2 separate regions of the Drosophila melanogaster genome follow, and region 2 is linked to region 1. A link is a contact called in public Hi-C data. All regions are on one chromosome and are shown on one strand. Each heading gives the region's core, a stretch centred on a gene start, on an enhancer-like site or on the middle of the called end of the contact. The rest is flanking DNA. Distances are from core to core; before and after follow the strand shown.

Region 1 (6,562 bases), core at 1,924-4,423:
TTTCATCCGTTGTTTGCTGTGTCTAAGACACGTTTTTTTATTTATGTATGTCCATGTCTAATTTATTGACTAATTTATCAACATTTGTCTGGGCTGGGGATCCAACACCGAAAGTTGATCCAGTGAAAAGTTGAATAAACCTTTTTGACATGTGACTGTCGCTTGATGGCCGAGAATTCCTTTTCTTTCTCGGCCTTCCTGGTGAAAGGAGATCAAAACTAGAGATCGCTTTAGTTGCTGACCCTGAGAGAGCACGTATAACTCTGTCGTTGGCCAATTCCAAGTGATTCGATAAATCAAGATCCGTTGCTCAACTTGTTTTCTGCTCCGCCAAGAATAATTCAATGCGCACAAATATTTCTGCGAGTGTCCAACTCTGGCAGCGCCTGTCTGACCACTTCGCTTATTTCTACATACATGACTCCAAAAAACGGGTTACCCCAAATAAAATAAAAGTATAACGACCAATATGCATAGCAGCTGGATCAAGAAAAAAATCTCAAAGGAACGGGTGCCAATTGTCTTTTCAATACATGTAGCTGGTGGTCTCTCCCTTCAATACACAAAAATGTGCTACATTCAACCGCAAACAATATACAAAAATTACATCCATGCATACATCTTGTTAGCGACTGGTTTATTTGGGTTAAAAAGAAATTTTTTGGATGCGTTCGAGCTCCCCTCTTTCAAAAAGATAACGGAACAAGACATCTGTGAAAAAAATCAAAAACCCATAAACAAAATCTGAAGCAAAATGCCAAACACAAGAAAGTGAAACTTTTGTTGCTGCCATTGTACGACGTAATCAACTTCAACAGGATCAAGTGGCCAACAGGCTTGACTGGGCCTCATTTTTTCGGGTTTTCAGTAATTTCGCTCTCCAGCAACGGAACTAAATATTTGTTAATGTGTCTAGCTCTTCAAATGAAGTTTAAAGAGCCTTTTGAGGTTTTTGCTTTTGGCACTTGCCTGCCTGATAGCAACTGGCATCTTCCGTCATTTCAAGGCGCTACAACTGGTTGTCATCTTACATAAGTCGAATGAGGATGGGTGAAATATGATGATTATGATCAGCGACTAAATATATGAATTTTTTAATTTAAAGCACGGAACTTATGGAACAAGGGGCTGGGGTCTTGTTTTGTTTTGTGCCTTATTATACATACTCAATACAATTTAGATAAATTTCTGTCCCATTTTCTGTCTGTAGATTTTCATCTTGGTTTCCATAAACAAGCCTTCATTTAACTTTCTCACATTTCACCTTAAATTGCCCGAAAAGATTTCACAGCATTTGGCTGCCGGGGGGAACACAAAGCAATTTTTTACCATAAACACCAGGGTGCGTTGTCAATCTTGGTAAATTACGCGTCAAATATTTGTAAATTATAAACGATCATCTTGGCGTTGTCAACATAAAACGCCGATTACAGAGTTTTAGGCCTGAAATTGGATGATTATATTTTCCCTTTTGCCCGATTGGGTGGCAGTTGGCCAACAAACTGCGACCTTGGCGTTTAACCGGTAACCGACTGACATTTGATCGTAAATCAAATGAAAACTTCCAACGATTTGCATGCAGGCAACACCCTGTAAGATATGGAGATACGAGGCCAAAAGCTGCTCTTCGAATTATTTACCAATATCAAGTTGTATGCACTTTCGCAATGAAAACGAAAGTTACGCCCCGCTATTCGAATATTCGTATATCCATATGGCTGTCTGCGGCGCGTGACTTTGCCAACGTTTACACTTTCTTGCCATAAAAAGCAACGGCCCCATGAGGGGACACACACCGGCATAGAATTATGATCTTCACGCCTCTTGGCTGGCGTTCAAGCAACGTTCACCAGCAGCCAGCAGCATCTGCGGCAACTACAGACTTGGCAATGTAACCAATATTGGAAGCCACATCGATGAACGTCACTGAAAAAAGAAGTAAACATGAAAATTGCATCATGCCTGCACTCGACGTTCGTGTGTCGCTGGTGATGATCATCAAAGTTGCCAATGAACATCGTTATGGTAATGAAGTGCACTTGAAAATTTCTGTGTGCAGATCTTCTGTAGGTTTTTTCATGCATATTTCCTCATCCGTCCAAGAAAGAGCCATACAAACTGGGTAAGAGCGTAATGTATTCAATCATGAGTATTTTCATAGCCTGTTGTCTAGTTTTCGGGCCGGTCGACTCCTACCCATTGTGCAATGTTCAGAGCCAAGAAACTGGCTGTGTAATAAACACAACAAAAAAACCACAAACCCAGAGTGAAACAAAAAGTGTTTGGGGAGTGTATTTTGCTGATCACATGACCATCACATGATTGCAGGAGGGTATGCGAATCTATTTTAGCTGTAATAAAAATTTCAACCTGCTAAGCAGGATGTTGTGGGTATTTTTGCATTGGTGAAATATATTAATAAATATCTTATCTGATCATTATCGTATTGATTTCAAAGAAGGAATTGAATTATTTTCCATGTTTCAGAATTCTGAAAATACTTGAGCTAGCTGATTATTTAAGTTTTGTCAGTAGAGTATGCAGGACTCGACTTTTGTGGAAAACACTTTCGCTTTCTTGTTTGTTCCACGCCTTTGTGGTAGTATTTACTGCTGTCGCTGGCGTTGCTGATTTTCCTGTTGCCTGTGTTGGTGGTAGGAAATCATGTGCAAAGTCACATGACGATGACGGTACGTGCCTTTGGAGTAATTGCAGAAACACATGGATGCCAGGGGTGTTGCCAGCCGTCGAGAAGCGTGCAAAATACGGATGAAGATATATACAGGCGATTCGTACATATGTGTTTGGTCGGCCCGTCTGCATATTTGGCCAGGCGGCAGCACTGCGGACTGTTGATAATGAAAACGACGTCAAACGGGCGTTCGCATGAGTAATGCGCATACCAAACACTTGATGGCTTCCGCAATTGTGTTTTTTTTTTTTGTTATTATTGCTGGCTAGTGCCACACTAACCCATTTGTGTAAGCCTTCTTCGCAGGCGTAAGTAATTTTTGTATCGGCTGCTGTTACCAGTGCTGCATGATTTGGCAATTGGCAGCGAGTCAAGTTTGTTGCCTAAGTCTTTTGTTTTCCCGCTGATTGCGCAAAGCGATTGTGTTCGGATATTTTCCGCTTCTAAGTATTCCCGAGCCGCTTATGTTGACGCACAGTGTTCATTCGTGTGTGGGTAGTGAGTGCTTTATCTAAGGCCACTTAACTCATGATTTGCACAGACAATTAATTCGTGACTCTCAATTGCGCAGAGCTACCGAACTATCAGCACTTGCAAATTAAACATACATCGCTTATCGACATCACCGGGAATTTATGCAAATCGCAAAATAGCATAATATCCAACCAGCTAGCGCGTTGTGCAATATTTATTTAATAAGTCAAATTAACAACGATTTATTGCTTGCAATTGTGATGGGTTTTATGAAAGCTGCTTGGTTGCTTCGCTAAAGTCAACTATTTTAGGACTGGCACGCGTTCGTCAGCTATTTTGTGCAACTGGTTTGACTTGTTGGATGTGCCATTTGGTATTTTTACAGTTCTTACTCACGTGTTTTATAATTGCCAATCGATCGAGAGAATGACTAACTACCGATTGTAAAACGGCTGTAAACAGAATGCAAATACCACAAGCTGTCGCTGACAATAGGTACATGCATCTGAGTATTGAGACTCAATCAATATATAAAACCAATTACCCCGAAATATGTTGATATGACCGATGATCAAGTGTGATTTTTACGAGGAATTTGACTCAACTTAAATTCAGATAATTTTTTTGGGGATTACCATACTGGCTGCTGTTTCCGTTTGCCAACTGGTTATCAGAACAAATCAAATGAATGTCAAACAAATAAATAAATTTCGCCAAAAACAACTTGAAGTAACATATACGCAGATCAGAAAATTTTGAAATGCTTAAAACTACCTAAAAACAATCTCTGCTGCCGTTTGCCAATGGACTGATTGATAAACTCCACACGAACTTTCCTTTTCAATATTTATTGTATTTAATTGTTGGATTTCAGCAAACGACGCTCGATAAAAATAAAAAAGAAATGCTAACTATTGATGTCATAATGTTGTTAAATAACGTATATGCGGCATGTGTCGTGCATTTCTATTTGCTTTTTAACGCTATTTTATTTTTTTTTTTTGTTTTGTTTGTTTGGTTTATGGGTGCCATCAGTGGCGAGGCATGACACACATTTTTGCATTTCAGTTGGTGACATAAATACCAGACGACCCGCTCCATGCCGCATAAAAGCCATAAACAAACAAATGTAAATTGCCAGCACTTCTGCTTTCGCTTTCAGCTCGGTTTCGGTTTCGGCCAAGTTATTGAGATACGTGTCGGCAGTCAAGTTCTGCAAAAGTACAACTAAAGGGGATTACTCGTGCCCGGCAATAAATTAACTTATGTGTGCCAATTGCCTGCCGTCCGTTGCCTGCATATTGGCCAATCGTTATGGATTTGACTGGCCTCAATGGGCAGCCACGCACCTGGCAAATGGGTAATCGCATTACGAGTTATTTTCGGTAATCGTTACTTCATTTGGCATTTCCTTTTTTATGCCAGAATCGCAATAATGAATTTTGTTTTGTAATGGGATTTCATTGATGGCGAATAAATGATAGAGGCTTGTGACCCAAATTACCTCCTAATAACCAAGATTATGTGTCCAAGATGGTACATCTTATTTATCTTAACCATGAAAACTCCATCATTACCCAAACATTTCCTGCGTTTTTTCACAAACAACATCGATTTATGTGGATCTTGAACTCAAGACAAGTTCATATACCCAAACGTAGCTATCTCGAAACATTATAATCGTCTGGAATCTGTTTAGATAGACACCACAAGCGGTCACTTAAAAGTTACTAATCATACAATAGCCTTGAACATTCGTCTAAACAACCCGAACGAAATACCACAAATTACGTTCAACTTTTAAATGAGTGCTAAACAAAATATATGTGTGTATAACTCAATAAAATAAGCAAAAATAAAACCAATTAAACCGAAACCAGAAAGGTAACTCTGCTTGAATATCATTTAGGATCAGCGGAGTTTGGCAAAAATTTATGTAGGGGAAGGTGAGGACGTTTACCCAAACACCAAATTCAGCGGATTCTTAAAGCGGATCTTCTACGCCCACATCCACCAGATTGCAGAGTGTTGCATAATCGCGGATCTAGACGTCAGGGGCAAGCACATAAATTGCATATTGTTGCTGTTGACAAAAGACTTCAATTCGGAAATTAATGTCAATGCAACCGACCACAAAAGAAACTCCGTCACGTGAGCCGAGACGGCTGGCCGAAATCAATAGAATAGCATAATGACAGGCCAACGAAGTGCGGCTTAATAAGCCATTCAGTCAGCCATTCAGTCAGTCAGTCAATAAGTCATCTATAGCCATTTGGGGGCAGACAGCGTCATTGTTCATAATTCAAAATTGATTAGTTCGACAGTCGTTTCTCATATCCGGTTAGACAGAAAATCGCAGACCTACGCCTCCTCTATTAAATAGCTTTTTATATGCATAGTTTCAGTTTCAGTTTTTTGTTGTCTGTGCCGCGTTTGATGAACAGTGTGAGCAAACGATGGCGATGTGAGAAAACTTGTAATTAAATGCCGGAAAATGCGATGCGATCCCATGAATGAGTGAAACGGAGACTACTCTGCGCAAATTAAAAACACGTGATTAAAGCTTTTGGGTTAAACCTATTTGTGATAACAAAGTAGCAGGAAAAACCTTTAAACTTCTGAGTAAACCCAAAAGGATTGCTATCATTCAGTTAAAATCAGTTTGTGTTTGGGAATTTTATCAGCAGAAAAATTCCGTGGGTTGATAGTTGTTTTGATGAGTCAGCAATCACCTAAAGTCTGCTTATCGGCAAGCTTAATTGTATTTTATTCATCAGACACTTGCATTTTTTCGGTTGCGATAGTATTTTATTACCATAAACCCGAAACCCTAAAATCGTTTTTTGTGGGTTATTATAAAATTATATGAAAGTGATTAAGCTATCTTTCAATGGCCAAATAAATAGTGTTATTGTTTTCCATTATTTTCCAGGTGCCTTTGCGCTTCCAGTCTGACACTCCGTATCCCCGAGGACCTTGAGAATGCCGCCATCAATGCCCTGAGCTCCGAACGTGCCCGTTCCCTGACCCCTTGTGGATCCTCCGCGGAGGCAGAGGGCAGTGTGGCCGGTGACTATGACGTTTGCCCGCCGAGCAAGTACCGCCAGCCAACAGCTGAGTGCAACAACGTCTCCCACCGAAAGTGGGGTGCCCGGGGAGATATCTTCCAGCGTCTGCTGGCTGCTGATTATGCCGATGGTGTGAGCCAGCCGAGGACCTCCAAGGGAACCCATGCTCTACCCGATGCCGAGGTGGTGATCGAGCAACTGCAGCGCCATGTGGAAGGCGAGCTGCGCCACGCGCACATCACTGCCATGCTGCCCGCCTGGGGTCAACTGTTGGCCAATGACCTAGTCGAGGTAGGACAGCTTCCCATCTCCGGAAAGTGCTGCGAGC
Region 2 (6,562 bases), core at 2,423-4,922, 150 kb after region 1:
GTGAATTTTTACATAAACTATACTTTTATTTACATTTATTAGCGCCTCATCGCGGCATCTGCGATTCTGATTGGATTCACAGGAGGACTTGAGGCGCTCCTTCAGGGCATTAAGTTGGGAGAGCAGGCGCGTCTTCTCATCCTCCAGATCGCATATCTGTGTGGTCAGCTCATCGATCTTTCTGGCCCTCTCCAACGAGGTGATCTTATACTCCACAGCCTCGGCTAGCTGGGCCTTGACCTCTGCTATCTGAGATCGGGCATCGGCCAGCTGGGCACTCAACTTGTCCACCTGCTTGGCCGCCTTCTTGGCCCGGCAAACCGCCTCATCCCGTTCACCCTGCAACATGCACTTTCCTCGCGCACCGTCCTCTATGATGGCCAGCTTGCGACGCAGTAGCTCCAGGTGGAGATCCCGTCGCTGCACTTGCTCCCTGAGAACTCGAACACGTCGCTGCAGGTTGTAGACACTGCTGCTTTCCTTGAGGGGAATGTCATGACAGGATCTCTCGCGGCGAAGTTTCCCATGACCATGTCCGTGATCACAGCAACCCTTATCCGGACTGTGATGATGATGATGATGATGAGGTGCCTCGTGGTCGCAGTGAGCGGCGAGTCTCTCGGCTCTCTCAAGCAAGTTCTCCGCCATTAGATTGGTATCAGTTCCAAGAGCCGGAGGGGCAGAGCACTCACCCCAGTTCATCGCGAGGGCCAGTCGCTGCAGGAACTCCGATAGACCCATGTGATCCTTTCGAAGAGTATGGATCTCGGCATGGCACTTCTCCAAGCGCTCAGTTAGCTCACATTTCTGAGCCTCGCCAGAACGGAGGCGACATTCGGTGGTCTGTTGGGTTTCCTTAAGCTTCTCATGCTCCGAGTTCAGCTGATCTCGCAGAGAGTGCATTTGCTAGAGGGTATACAAATTGGTTTATTGTTTAAATGAATTATGAATTAATAAGTTCGATTACCGCATGCATGGCCTGGTTCTCCGCCAGAATCTCTCTCAGCTTGTCCTTGATGAGCGTTTCGCACGGTTCGGGAACATTCAAGAGATTGCTCAATCCCCGCAAGAACTGCAGACGATCGCCCTGAGTCCGGTCCAGGTTGTTTTGCAAACGATGGCATCGCGACTCAAAGCCGCGCAGCTCTTCCTTGAGCTTCTCGCCGTTGATTTCCGATTCAGTCAAGCGATCTCTTTGGATCTGAAGATCCCTTTCGTATTGGCGACAGCGTCCTTCCAACTCGTGGTTGTGATTGCCAGCTCCATCAAGTTGGGCCGTGAGCCGCTGCTTCTCAATGTTGGCCAGCGACTTCAAGTTGAGCAGTTCATTTTCGCAGGAGCTGAGCGTGTCGCAGGTGGAACTGACCTTGGCTTTCGTCCTTTGCAGCTCCACCATCACCTCCTCGGCCCGCGAGATGATGCACTCGGGTGTGGCATGGGAATTCTGATTGCCATCGCACACATCCATTCCCAAAGTGATGCTAAGGCGTCGCAGGAGATCGTGCAGCTGAGCCTTGATCTGCTCCTTTTGCGATTCCTCACTGGCCATATGCGTTTCCAGATGCTGTATCTTGCAGATTAGCTCTTTGTTGCGCTCGTCGGAGCTACGCTTCTCCCGCTGCACCGTCTGAATGGTGGAATCACATCGGGCCTGGACAGCCTGCTCCCTGCTCTCCGAGTTTTGCAGACGACTCTGGAGGGATCCGATGAGGGCAGTCTGCCGAGCAGCCTGGGCTCGCAGATTCTCGATATCCGCATCTTTGCTGCACAATGCTGCACGCGCTTCAGCAAGCTAGGATAAGTGTAAGTATATGTATATCCTTTGCATTACTTGATTCTATAATAAATTGATTCTTTTATTTACCTCCCCCGTAAGTCGCTCCTTTTTGTAGGACAACGCAGCCAGTTCACTGCGCAGTGTGGTGGTCAAGTCGAGACCATGATGATGTTCTGTCACAGTGATTCCCGTATTGCTGCAGGATGTGTCCAGCTGGATAATCGCATTTAAATTTGGAGAACACACAAAAGGTTTTGATTTGCGGAGTTATTAATTAATTACATATAAATTTATCTAATTTCCTAGTTTAGAAAACATTTTCAAAAAATGTATACTTTCTACATTCTTGAATATATTGGCTCTATTAAATAAATGTACCATTTTCACATTTTCCTGTTATTAAAGTTATATTTATACAATTTAAGATAAAATGGTTTTGAACCATTCAGACTTTCATTATTTTTTGTAAATTTTAATTGTACTTTTAATTATAATATGTAATTTTTAACTGTGATGGCATTAACATTGTCCCAATGCCCACCAAGTGATGATGATGCGGAGATAATCCACCAGTGTGTCCCAAGTGATGGTGATGCAGATGATTTTCACTGGGCATATTTAGAGCCACGAATATTTAAAGCACTCCAAGAACCAAGTCAACTGTTCCCAGTAAAAGCCGTCGAAGAACTGAACTTTGGTTCGGGAATAACCACTTTCGGAAGCCTAACAACCTCCACCTAACAACTGAGGGGAGTCCGATGCATGGCACCGAGGAATTTACCCCAACATAACATCACACAGTGCTCAAATTTATGCTCCAAGTGAAAACGAGCTCAATGGCAGGAGCAAGGGGCTTTGGATAGGGGGGCAGCCGTGTGGAGCTCGAAAGGTGTAGCCACGATTACACTTACACATGGGGGAAACTTTGCAGTTTGTTTGGATTATTTGGGTCATTCACATGGCGCCAAGTGGCGAAGTATCAAATGCAATATCCACAACGGACTCACGCACGCAAGTGCGGACGCCACAGGGTTTGGGGTTTTGGGTGCTCCGGGGCTAGGTGGATGGATATACGATGGAAATTTTCAACTTGGCCGGAAACGGAAAATGAGGTGTGCAACTTTTGGCCAATTGTCTGCAATTTAGGAAGGAGCAACGGCAAGACAATTGGGAACTGAAATGTGTTGAACATTCGATAAGCTTGGCCGGGTTAATTATGAAGCCAATTCAGGTTGCCTCTTTAATGAAATTGAAATGGGCGAAATGGGAAATGTTTCAAACATTTAAAAGATATTTCATTGAACTTGATTTTGGGCTTGCTCCTTAGGCTTTCACAAGTCCTCAATTCAGTAAATTAGATGCAATGGCTCCATTTTATCCTATTGTGTGTTTATGAATAGCTTTACAATCATTCATATGTATATTTTGATTATGCAGCCCCACCCACATGGCAATACGAACCACTGTATCCCCCAGACCAATCGAGTTTTATGCAAATCCCCCCACAAACATCATTAGTTCCCCTAACAACCGCATACATTTGAAACATAAAAAATAGCGAACAAAAGTCGTTATTCAATTGCGAATTCACATAAATCTATCTTGATATGATGTCTACACGCTTTTATGGCAATTTGGCGCACGATTTTGGCAAAATAGTTAAGCGACAAAAACTACTCACCTGGCAAAATGGAATGGCTGGTTGTGGCAAAGGTGACATTGTGGTCATCCGTGCGGGAATCGTTTTCGGGTCCTGATCAGCACCGAACAAGACCTCGAACACCTGCCAGTCCTCGGGTGTGTTGCCATTGGTCGTGGGTCGCGGATTAAGTGGCATTCCAATGGATTTTATCCGGATGAACTCGATCCGCCTCCGACTGGCGTTGGAAAAATTCTACTCTATGTTTTCTAAGCGTAAATAATACACCCGACCCGACCAGGCAACAAGAAGAGGCAAAGTTATGCGGCAACTTTCAGGTTGCCACGGCGCATAAAATAACTATGCATGAGGCGATACTACACTAGATGGTGAGGGTGTGGTTCCTGGTGGGTAACTACGGTGACTAAAGTGCACATAATTCGATTTTCTAAACTGCAATAGCCGTAGAGTGGTAGGAGGGGCAGTTACCCCGCAGCCGTTTGCCTGTAATTTCATTTGTCTCCGCCAAAAATAATGAATATGGTAAATGTTTGCCCTAACTTGGCGCCCACTCCCCGTCCGATGGAATAACCCCCTTAATGGCCTGATCCTTTGACAGTGACTTTGAAGGCAACAACCCTTTGGGGTTAAGTTCATGCATTTCGGGATTTTGATTATTTTGTTTGGGTTGCCAACATAAATAATAGTTGTCGAATTTTGATGAGCTCCAGCATTTCGCCTGCTTCATTTTGGATTCCTGGCGCTTATACATGGTGATTTCACTTCCGTTGCTTATTTTGCCTAGCGAAATTAAACAATTTATATTAATTTTCAATTACATATCATCTTTAAGATTAACTAATTTGTAAAGGCTTGTAAAGGGAAATATCTATATAGCCCACCTGTTTTTGTTGACGAGCTTTAGTTTGCGTTTCCATCAACTTTTTGATCTCGGCTATTTTTCGAAGGTACATTTCCTCCTGTTCCAAGCAGAGCTTGTGATCGTCCTTGACCTTCTGCAGTGCGAGCCTGGCGATCGTGCACTGCACCTCGGCGCTTTCCAGATCCCGCTCCAGCTTGACCTCCCACTCCCTATTGCGTGTCTTAAGCTTTTCCACTTCCCAGGAGTATATCATCTCCGAGCTGCGCTGCACCGTCATGTCCTGTTCCAGCTTGGTTTTCAGTTCCATTAACTCCTTCCTCAGCAGATCCTCGCGCTTACAGTTAAGCATTAGTCTCTGATCCATACAGCTGTTTACCCACTTGATATGGTAACGCATCTGTATCGGATCAGTCACTATGAAAATGTACAAAAGATACATTAAATTTTTGTAATATTTTACAACTCACAACTACTGCCCTCGAAGAGGTCTACGAGTGCAGTTCGATTGATATCCAGACTGGATACGCTGGATTCCACTGCCAGGCTACTGTTGCTCATTCCCTCCTTGATCCGGCAATTGTCCTTGAGGTCCTTAATCCAAGCACCAACCGTGTTGTACTTGCAATCTCTAAGAATATAAGTGTTTCCAATATAGAATGTTCTTCTTGATGGAAATGGGGCCAATACCGTATTAGTTGTATGCTATTTTCGCAAAGGTCGTCATCCTTTTGAAAGTCCTCTCGCATTTCGTGTAGAATTTGTTCGATCTCTTTCAGATCAGTTCGGAACTTTACGCAGTCGAGATCCTCGGAACTCCGTTCGCGATGGATCACGTCCAGGTACAACTGGTTATGTTCCAGTCGTGCCAGGAAGTGATCCAGCGACCACTTGAACAGATTGTAGGGAATCTCGTCGATCTTTCCGGGCCAAGGACTGGAAAACAGACGCAGTTGCTTCAGCAGGCGAACGGATAGGAACTCGATGGCCGCCTTCTGGCATTTGATATTCAACTCGGTCATCATGGACGAACGCAATTTAATGCTTTCTATGGCCTCCTGAACGGTCTTCCTTCCGCTCTCCCTCTTCCGCATCCTGGCCATCTGCCGCACCACCATAGCCTCTGCTCCATTTTCGACCACCCGATCCACGGTCTCCACAGCATAATCAACCACGGATTTGCTCCGAAGGGATAATGCGGCCAGCATCGAACTCACACGGCGTTCGTGATCCTCGATGATTGTGCTAAGGAATTTATCACGGCATTGGGAGGGATCGAGCTGATCCGGCAAGGGGAACTGAATCGCAAAAGGATCCGATTCCTTTTCCTCCATTAACACATCCATTATAATTTGTTGGGCTTTTATTTAGCTTTTCCCCACTCAAATGTTTTTTTATATAAATGTCAGATTTTTAATAAAAAGAAACACAACTGCTGTGTGATTTCAATGTTTTTAGGTAGGAATTAGTTTTATTAATAAAGAAGTCGTTCTAACGTTAAAAAAAAATGTTTAATGTAATCTTTGGTAAATTGCAAACACATAGGTAAATTAATAGAGGCCAAACCGGAGAATCTTCTATGGCATTTTGGAATTTCGGGACTTTCTTTCAGACCGTCTCTCAGAAAGCCTTTCAGATTTTCGTCCTATCTTATTTTCGGAATTCCTCTCTGATTTTTTTTCCGACATCCTTTCGGACTTTCTCTCGGAATTTCGAACCGACTTCCTGGACAATCGGCTTCGCGTGGAACCAAATACCTAAACATATGTGTTATTGTGGTAATTCAAACACTGAATCACTTCATATAGACTTACCCCCTGTTCCTGAGCAATTATAGCCTGCACTTCTTCGATTCGCTGGAGATACATGTCCTTCTGTTCTTTATAGAACTTAATATCGTCCTTGACCTTTTGCAGTGCAAGCTTGGATACGGTACACGTGACTTCGGCGTTCTCCAAATCGGTATCAAGTCGCTCCTGCCACACTCTGACGCTTTCCCTAAGCTTTCCCACCTCTAGCGAGTATATAAGCTCGGAGGAATTGCGCACCTTTTCATCCTGCAATGCTTGTACCTCCAGGTCATTTAGTTCCTTTCTCATCTTCTCCTCCCTTCCGTTTATCCGATAGAGACGCTGATCCGTACAGCTTCTAATCCAGTTGATTTGGTACCGCATTTCAATCGGATCCTGGGCTGCGGACGGAGGTGAGTATCCCAGATATGGCTCATAGTAAACACCCACTCACCTGACTCGTCTTCGAAGGCTCC

The links. A called contact is a pair of places that touch in the nucleus more often than the background predicts.
Region 2: a Hi-C map of the Kc167 cell line shows a contact between it and region 1, with 2.4 times the contacts expected there. The contact joins the promoter of CG43338 here to the promoter of lncRNA:CR44903 in region 1. A contact is called at or near these places in 10 of 107 Hi-C or Micro-C datasets (the Kc167 cell line, the S2 cell line, cellular blastoderm embryo and 2 more).

Annotation. Positions count from the first base shown.
Region 1 is chr2L:18,520,768-18,527,329 of dm6, forward strand. lncRNA:CR44903 (long non-coding RNA:CR44903) reads right to left here and starts at 3,174. Exons shown (of 1, transcript NR_124367.1): 1 at 2,504-3,174. It overlaps CG10211, which reads left to right. Exons shown (of 9, transcript NM_001299114.1): 2 at 6,099-6,562.
Region 2 is chr2L:18,667,574-18,674,135 of dm6, forward strand. CG43338 reads right to left here and starts at 3,673. Exons shown (of 5, transcript NM_001259151.2): 1 at 3,459-3,673; 2 at 1,865-1,990; 3 at 968-1,792; 4 at 34-906. The coding sequence starts at 3,614. It overlaps CG43339, which reads right to left and starts at 5,712. Exons shown (of 4, transcript NM_001299123.1): 1 at 4,987-5,712; 2 at 4,767-4,927; 3 at 4,319-4,713; 4 at 4,031-4,217. The coding sequence starts at 5,642. The coding sequence ends at 4,209. Mst36Fb (Male-specific transcript 36Fb) reads right to left here. Exons shown (of 4, transcript NM_001169539.1): 2 at 6,541-6,562; 3 at 6,111-6,487; 4 at 5,790-6,053. The coding sequence ends at 5,874.